Regions from separate parts of the Bombyx mori genome. Here region 2 is linked to region 1. A link is a contact called in public Hi-C data. All regions are on one chromosome and are shown on one strand. Each heading gives the region's core, a stretch centred on a gene start, on an enhancer-like site or on the middle of the called end of the contact. The rest is flanking DNA. Distances are from core to core; before and after follow the strand shown. Region 1 overlaps LOC101740596 (activating transcription factor 3). Region 2 holds the start of LOC101740596 (activating transcription factor 3).

Region 1 (4,602 bases), core at 587-3,086:
AGATCTTACGCATTTTATATTATGTAAAACGATGAGTCAATTTATCTAGAAAATGATGGCTGTATATCAGAGTACATAAATATAAAATAAGCTATTTATATCCGTGTGGTATATATATTTTGTAATTGTATATTAAATCCCACATACTAATGGTTTATGCAATGATAGCTTCTGACAGCTATTCCACTTGTGTTCAAATGGATATCTACGATCTTATGATGGTACAGATCAAGTTTTAATTAAGCTTAAATGGTAAAAATAAAATTGTTACTTTATGTATGTAAAAATATTATATTTATATCTAATATTTATGTATAACTAGCTGACCCGGCAGACTTCGTAGTGCCTCAATCGATGAATAAAAGACCTAAGCTTTTGTATAAAATAAACTTACAATAAACAAAAGGAATCCGTCCGACGGGGGACACATCAAAGGAAAAACAAAATTATTATTTTTATTAAATTCCGAGCATTTTCATATTTTTTTACCTTTTACCTTTTAAACCTTCTCTGGACTTCCACGAATAATTCAATTCAAAATTAGCCAAATCGGTCCAGCCGTTCTCGAGTTTTAGCGAGACTAACGAACAGCAATTCATTTTTATATATATAGATAGATAGATAGATAGATAGATAGATAGATAGATAACAATTTGTCCTAACATTTTTCACTCACACAGAAGTGACACAATTTGAAATAGCTTTCACTCTTAAGACATAAGTTACATTACTAATGACTGTTTAGAAATTCGATTATTTTTGGTTGTCGAGATGTAAAAACGAGCTCAAGACCCACCTAGTGGCTATTGTAGTCCATAGACTTAACTTACGTGTCACCATTCAATCTTGTGTGTGTGATATAGCTTTTCAAACCAGTGTGCTGAGTGCGATTTTCGTAACGTTCTCGATAGCGTAAACGTTAACTCAAATTTGTATGGAGTTGGAACAGCGCCCCTAGCGTCAAACGTAGGCAAACGTTCCAACTCCATACAAATTTGAGTTAACTTTTACGCTATCGATAAAGTTAAAAAGCCCACACTAAGCACAGAGAACACAGGAGTACTTCTCGGCAAAAATAAACTGAATCGTGATGGTGCGGGATTACGAAACGTAATAATACTAATGAAATTAAATACTATAATATAATATGAATAAAAATTAATTTAAAAGACTCTTCTGGCATGTACAGTTTAACTTTAGTTGATTGCGCTGAAACCCTTTTAAAAATGTATCGACGGTTTATCAGGCCCATTATGAGTTGATACATCGTAAGCGAACAGCGATCTGTTTTATTTCAAAACAAAATCTCTTTGTACCTCCCGACAAAATATAAATTAATTTTAAATTATCGCGCCCAGCAACAGTATCGGTGGTTCCCTTCTTCTCCCTTTGGTACGTTATTTTAGAAACACATATTATTTAAAGAGACAGACTTTTTGCAAAAACGAATTCGTCTTTGACTATTGGATAAGAATCTGGCAAATTTGTATCAAGCTATGCGACTATTCCCAGGTTTCAAGTGCAGCAAAAATTTACAAATGTCAGTACAATATTTTCTAAGGGATTAAGCACTTAACACATGTTCACGAACGATTCACAATGAAAGAATAATATCGTGTAATAAAAATCAAAAAAATAGCCATATAAGCCTATATGGATCACTTATTTCTGCCGAAATTGGGATAACAGTCATACAACCTGTCTCAAGATATCAAATTAACATCAGGTGAGCCGTCGAATGGTGTACACGCTTAAGCATTAAAAAAAACAACATCGAAATAATTTGTAAAGTGATGTGGTAATGAGAAACATGTGGATATCTCTTTTGCACACCCGCACTTTAATGGGTGTGACGTCATGAACCATTATGTGTAGTCTTGTTTCTGTACTTCACAATGACCTCCACAAACAGAACTAAAACGTTTCTAATATATTTATTTCTGAACAGAATTAAAATACTTTTGCTGTTTTTGCTGTTAGATTGAATGGCGTAAATGGTTTTTTTTTTCTATTTTAAAATTAAACAAAAATTAGAGAAGATTCCCATTTACCTAAATGATGTAGCAAAAATGTTTCGGAGTTAAAGAGACGTTGATTCTTTATTATCAGAGTACAACTATGTTTTCACATCAGTCTAAACACAAACTACACTTCAGCTGTGAGCACACTAAACTGTTTTCTGATCATTTATGTTGCATAGCGCGCAACACAAATAGCTATGTTAGTTCATTTTCATAATTATTATCATATCTTAAAATGCAAAAAGACAACGTCATAAAATTTATTAATAGGTTTTCAGAACCGCGTAGTAGGTATTATGCAAAAATAATAAATCCTATTTATGGGTCGAGTCGTATCTTGTTATAGCTTTAAAACTCACGTAATAAAAGTTATGTATTTTTCAAGTACTACCTTAAAGCATCGTTATATGCATATTGAATAGGTATTGTTTTCAGTTTCTCGTGAAGCAAGCACATAGTTATTATGCGGTCGTTTATTTTTCTTTTTTCACACGTTGATGCTCCACCATAATGGCTAATACGAAGTATCTGGGAAAGGTCAAAGGCAAATTAGTAATTTGTTTTTCGCGATTTTTTGGCTGGAGAAACGAGCTTGCTGCCCACCAAGGTCGCATTAATAGAATTCACATTGGAATAACGGCTATCCCACCCTCCGAGTAAATTGCTCCGTGATACAAATAAGTAGGACATTATAATATAGTATACATACTATCTAGTATATATACTCGTTCAGACTCAGACAATGCTCTACCAGTGCTTTTGATGAATAAAAAAGGAAAGAGTTGAGGAAATTAAGTTGGAAAAATTGGAGTCAATACTAAATTCATGATGTAATAAAAGTAGCATCTCTAAACAAGGCCGAGATTTAATTGTTTTTTTTTGTTACTAGACAGAATGTTTACTTTCATGTAAGATTGTAGTCAAAAGACCTACAAAAAAAGAAACATACTTTTCATATTGACATTTTTTTTCTCATGTTCAGTAAATTTTAATACTATCTGTATATACAAAGCAATTAGAAACGTTATCTTACAGCTCATAATAAAAAAAGTAAATAGAATAATAATATTATGTACCTATCAGAAATATCGTAGCACGATTTTTGTAGTATGTGGGCGTCAAATTGTCCATATGTTTGAATTGCAAATTTGCTGTCTCTCTACACGGCAGACGAAAATTGAGTGTACGAACAATGCCTTGCCAAACTTCCTTTGTTCCTTGTACGTACGTGCGCACGTATAAGCAAATAATATAATGTGGCGCCGATATAAAAAGGGCAAAGCTTAGTTACAGATGTGACATTTCATGCTAAAGTTAACCTCCATAAGTGAGACTGCTACTTATCTACACCTCTATAAGCGACAGTCGAGCTTTATTCATTTATATTATTTAGGAGGAACAAATGACAAAAAAAATTACAAATTTAGCATCTGCTATTTTATGACTCATTCTTAACTTTCGTGGAACTTCTTATCATTGTTTTTGTATTTTCTCGTCAATATTGAACCTATTCTATTTCGTGAAATTAAATAACGTTATTATTTTATCGCATTATTTTCGAATGGACACGTGCGCCTGTGTACCGTCCTGTTTGTCAGACTTACTCAGTTTATCGTTAATCAATTGCGAAGGAAAGTTCGGATCTGCATCATGTCAAAACGGAAAATGAAAGTACTGCCATTAAGTGATAAACTTAAAATAGTGAATGCGTTTGAATCCGGAAAATCGCGAAATGAAATTCAAAGAGAGCACTAGCGAGAAACTCGGGTTAGTGAGAAACCTCTATAAGCGAGAATGAGATTGTGCTCCCTTGAACTCTCGCTTATCGAGGTTTGACTGATATTTGAACTATTTTAGTTTTGGATATATTACACGGTAAAGTTTACAATACTTATAAGTTGTTTCAGAAACTATGTATGAGAAAAACATTTTAATGAATTGCTATTATATATATTGAGAATCATAAAACAATAATGAAATTATCTACTTTTCAATGTAAACACGATTGTGAATTCGTGATCAGTTGTGTAGTTCAAGAACGATCGAATTATCTGATGGCGAACTAGCGTCTGTTGTTTTATTCAATTACATGTGAAACAAGAAAATCATTCATTCATTAATCAGCTTACGTTATGCTGGCAGTTTACCATATTTAATACTTGTGTAATATTGTCTCATAACAATATTCAAGGCTTCAGTCATACAGAGATTTTATGTAAACAGATTATTAACATTTTCAAATTCGCATTGATTTCAATATTACGCGTTCGAAACTTAAGGTAATAAAATTCCTGCGAAGAATAAATTTTATTATCACTTTTTAAAACAAGAAATAGTGAGTTTTTATTCTTAATTAACTATAGTTTAATCTTTGATGCGGGCTTCGATCAACAATAGTAACTAGATAAAGGGATACGTACAAAATTAAAGCAAAAACTGTCCGCGTGAATATATACTTATATAGCTACATTCGTTTACTAACAAACGGAGAAAAAAGTTTTGAAACACTTTTACTTTCAAACTAATAACAACTATGGCACCTAGTAATAAAGTCACAAATCTCCAAAACATTATCTAATAC
Region 2 (4,602 bases), core at 1,472-3,971, 42 kb before region 1:
AGACTGAGAAACCTTCGGTGGTACAGAATGACGAAAAGAATCGTTCTTTCATTTTGATAGAGATCGTGTATCGTCTGGTAACCGTTTAGTACCGTTTGGTTCGACAGCTGCTATACTCATAAACGCTAAAATATACCTTTAATTTTAAATAGCATATATAAATTTAATGTATGTTGTAGGTGCGTACTGAGTACGGATTCGATGTTGAAGGACAGTGATAAACTAAACTCGTAAAATATTTTGGTAAGCGTAAGACATTGATAAGATTGATTGACTTGAATGTACATGGCATTTGTCACGTTGAGTTGAATGCAAGTGTATTAATTTGAAATTATTTAATAGCAATTGTCTAACAAATCAAAACTGTTTTATTATTTTAATTAATTTTCGTAATTTGCTACGCTAAGCTGTGTTGATTATAATTTTTATTGGATTTTATTAATTTTGATTAATTTTTATTAAGTCGTCGTGGTCTAAAAGATAAGACGTCCGGTGCATTCGTATCGAGCGATGCAACGGTGTTCGAATCTCGCAAGCGGGTACAAATTTTTCTAATGAAATACGTACTTCATAAATTATGTTCACGATTGACTTCCACGGTGAAAGAATCGTGTAATAAAAATCAAACCAGCAAAATTATAATTTGCATAATGACTGGTGGTAGGACTCCTTGTGAGTCCCCAAGGGTAGGTACCACCACCCTGCCTATTTCTGCCGTGAAGCAGTAATGCGTTTCAGTTTGAAGGGTGGGGCAGCCGTTGTAACTATACTGAGACCTTAGAACTTATATCTCAAGGTGGGTGGCGCATTTACGTTGTAGATGTCTATGGGCTCCAGCAACTACTCCACACGAGGTGGGCTGTGAGCTCGTCCACTCACTAAAGCAATAAATTAAAAAAAAAACTATAGCCGACAAGTGACAATTGCAAATGCAGCTTAGACTCAATGATGCAAGTAATAATGTTAGTTTTCTAAGAGGTGTGATTAGTAGTAGAGCACGGATACATACCGCCATGTTTCTGTCGCGAAGTATTGAACTTCGATTTCATGTCTTAAGTGACTGCATTCGATTTGCTATGTTCAAGAGCAACGGTAAATATTTAATGTCAAGAGGACCATGAGCTCATTTAACTACACTGGATAAATAGAGAAGAGCAGAAAGAAAGACTGTTAATATTATTCGTCCGTACCTTAGTCCGTAACATAAGCCTACTGAGTTTCTCGCCAGATCATCTGGGTCGAAATTCCGATCCAGCATTCACGAAACAGGACCCTTAGGATGTTATATCGCCTCTGAGAGGAGAGCTCGGGCAGTTATTAGAAAACATTTCCCTTCTGGTGCTCAACCAGTTCATCCATTCGTCCCAGTAAAGCCAGGATCTTTATATAAAAAAAAAGTATTAATAAACATTTTTCACGTAATGCATTCTGTAAATCTGAAATAGATATACATATGTGCTTAATCTCGAACTCGTAATCATACCAGCACACATGATATCGCAAGGCCACAAGCAAAAATGTATGAATATTTAGATAGATGCTTGTAAAGACAGGCAACTTAACAAGTCACATCAAGGACATTAGAAGTCTACTTGGGGCTTTTTAATTTTACTAGTGGTCCCCCGGTAGTCGAAATTGGACTATAATTAATTAAAGTTATAGGTTTGTACACTATTATGATTCTATTTTCAAAGACTTCTATAATCATAGACTTCGCCAAAAATACACTTTAGACAAATATTTATAAAGACAAATAATATTTAATCTATTCTCAATTTGACCACAGACTATAAGTAATGAGAAAAGTTTGACAATAAACAATAGTATGCACACGTGTGTGTGTCAAATACATGGTCGTGTTTGTAATGTTTTATTTATTTATTTAATGTATTTTTTATGCATAATTTAAAAAACTATTATCATTCAGCACTCCTTCTCTATATTCTCTATAAGTGTGGGAAGTTTCATAATCCTCCGTCCACGCAATTTTCGTAAAAAGGGTTACAAATTTTTTGCTTCACGTATTAATATATAGATTAGCGTGTAGAGCTCATTGCGCACGTATTAAGCAATTTTTCATACTATTAGTCGCGCTATCGTGCAGAAATAAATCTAAAATTGTCACTTCAAGACATCGAAAGCGTACTTGTAAAAAACATTGCTCTATCAATCCCAAATGTAGAGTCCAAGATAATAATAATCTTTAATTAATTCACTTGCACACAGCAACTGTAATCTATTCAATCTATTCGTTACACTCTTACATAACTTTTATTCGAATGAATACATTGAATAATTACGTAGAAATATGTGCTTTAGTTTTCACACATAGAGTCGTTTTCACTTTGAAATGACCGTTCGTATATTCAATGAAACGTTATGGTCAACTCCTAAATTTTATTCATGGGCAAAGAGCTATTTCTACTTTTATGTGTGGCTTGATTAGATGCGCCATAAATATATATTTCTAGATGTATTTAGTTTTGATGACTTTTTGACATAAATGGGAAAAATTTAAGCTCTTGTCTACAACTAGTAACTCTAGAATATTCCATGAACTCTCTTATTGTAGAGTCAAACGTTAAATAATTTTGTGCAACATTAATAACAATTATCGTTATTATTCCTGCCGATGTTTTAATGATAATGTTTCTCATCAACAATGTTGTTGATTACAATTCGCGCCAAAGTCAATTTCTATGACATAGAATATTACTATTAGTTAAAGCTGTCAACTCAGTTAAGCGCCTAGTTATTGCAAACACTTGTAGCTGCAATTACACTAAGGATTACAACGATGTTGCCATCTGTTAAGATTCCATATCAGTTAAGTTTTATCAAAAACTTTCAGTTAATCGCAAATTGAAACGCCTCGCGGTAGCCAATCTATCAATGAGGCTCAACTGATCGCGGTTCGTTATAACGTGATATAGCTCGCACGCGATTGGCTGTCGGTGACGTGATAGCTATTTATACTCCTGGTCCGAGTGTGCGCAAAGAAGTTCCTGCGCATGTGTGCGTGTGGTACACGCGGTATCGACGTGTGCGTGTGTTGTCGAGGCGCGCACTCTGTTTACAGCGCGGCGGTGTGGCCGGCAAGCGCACGCATCCGACTCGTTTATATCGCGCGGTACCGATTTCCCTGACGGCTTCCGAGCTGCATCAGCATATCTGGTGTTTTCCTCACTACTCACCAATCGTCACAAGTGACAGACATACCGAAAACCGTCAGTCGGCTAACGTACATCGCGTACCATAGAGAAGTTTCAGCGCGGCTCATAAAAATTCGGTGTTTTCGACGGATGCGATGAATAAATTTTGCAAATCGAGTTTGTGTGTCGAAAAGGTCCGTGAGAGCAATGTTTTGATCGGCCGGCTGGAAGTGGAAGTGCCGGGTTGTGTGGACGCGATACGATTCGCGATTATCTTGATCTGTGTGAAATTAAGGTTTTTTCGGGAGGTGCTCGACCGAGTCTTCCACAAGGAGGCGGCCTGGAGTCCAGCCACGGCGTCTCCGGTCAGCCCCGCGCTTAGCACGTGCTAAGGTACGACTCGTTCTTTTGACCTTGGCTTACTAGCTTTTAACCCGTAAGGCTTGTATAATAATTGTTTGCTATCAAACGATTTAGCATGCTTCTTAAATTTATTGTTAACACAATTATCGGGTGCCATGAAAATTCAGTCGATTTTATTTTTCTACTCACATGATTGCTATACGATAACATAATATGTGTGTTTACATTCTGAAACACACATACGTGTTTCCTTTGAGATTTCGGAATTTTAATAGAAGATCGCCTTTTATTACATTACATAACTCTTCATAAAAAAAACATTGATGCAGCTACAGAACAATATTCAAGAACTGACTTTTAATTGCATTTTTATTATTATTATTATTTGGTTATGGACTTACAAGTAATCTTAGATAATGCCAGTGTTACTGATAACGGTCTGTCAGTTGACATTCCTCGCATTTTGAGATATAAAATGGTAGATCTAGACATTTTGTAAATTTATGCGCTTATGAGGATTTGAAACAATCTTAAAACCTGATTTGATTAAAACAAAACGATTCTATGCTTTGGACAGTAAAGATGTTTATTACTTTGTTTTTTTAGTGTAGTTAGGACTGTTTTAAATAAACCAGTCAAACTATTGCAGCTATTTTACTTTATTTTTTCTGTAACACTTGTGAGATTCTTAAAAATATGTACTGTTTAAGATGTATTTCGATTTGTGCAAAGATTATTGTAAATTAATTTCCTTTTGATTTAACTAAATTAAATTTATAATTCTAATGTTTTTTACATAAATATTTTGCGGATCAATTATACAAAATAAATAATAATAAATAGATTTGTGTGAGTGTGTTCACAAAGTAAACGAAAATTAAAAATTTAAGCATATTTCTGGTAGACGAAGATGGAAGAAATCTAAAAAGTTAGCAGGATTCATGCTTAGGCGTTAATGTGCTTAAATAACCAAAGAATGTGCCATTAAATGGCGTTGAGCGACGAACGGCGCCCGCCAAGTACCGTCGGCAAAATAAAGCAATTGAAGAACGCAGTTTATTTAAAATACAATTGTATGTCACTAACA

The links. A called contact is a pair of places that touch in the nucleus more often than the background predicts.
Region 2: a contact with region 1 is called in a Hi-C map of posterior silk gland, with 1.5 times the contacts expected there. The contact joins the promoter of LOC101740596 here to the enhancer-like site in region 1. A contact is called at or near these places in 2 of 7 Hi-C or Micro-C datasets (posterior silk gland and whole pupa).

The regions. Positions count from the first base shown.
Region 1 is chr18:9,262,240-9,266,841 of ASM3026992v2, reverse strand. The region is part of intron 1 of LOC101740596 (activating transcription factor 3); the gene reads left to right. Among protein-coding and RNA genes, the nearest start is that of LOC134200573, 3.5 kb to the right of the region's middle. Within about 2 kb of position 1,836, at least 7 of the 8 cell types and tissues checked have open chromatin away from gene starts, as enhancers often do.
Region 2 is chr18:9,305,470-9,310,071 of ASM3026992v2, reverse strand. LOC101740596 (activating transcription factor 3) reads left to right here and starts at 2,721. Exons shown (of 7, transcript XM_004928243.5): 1 at 2,721-3,545.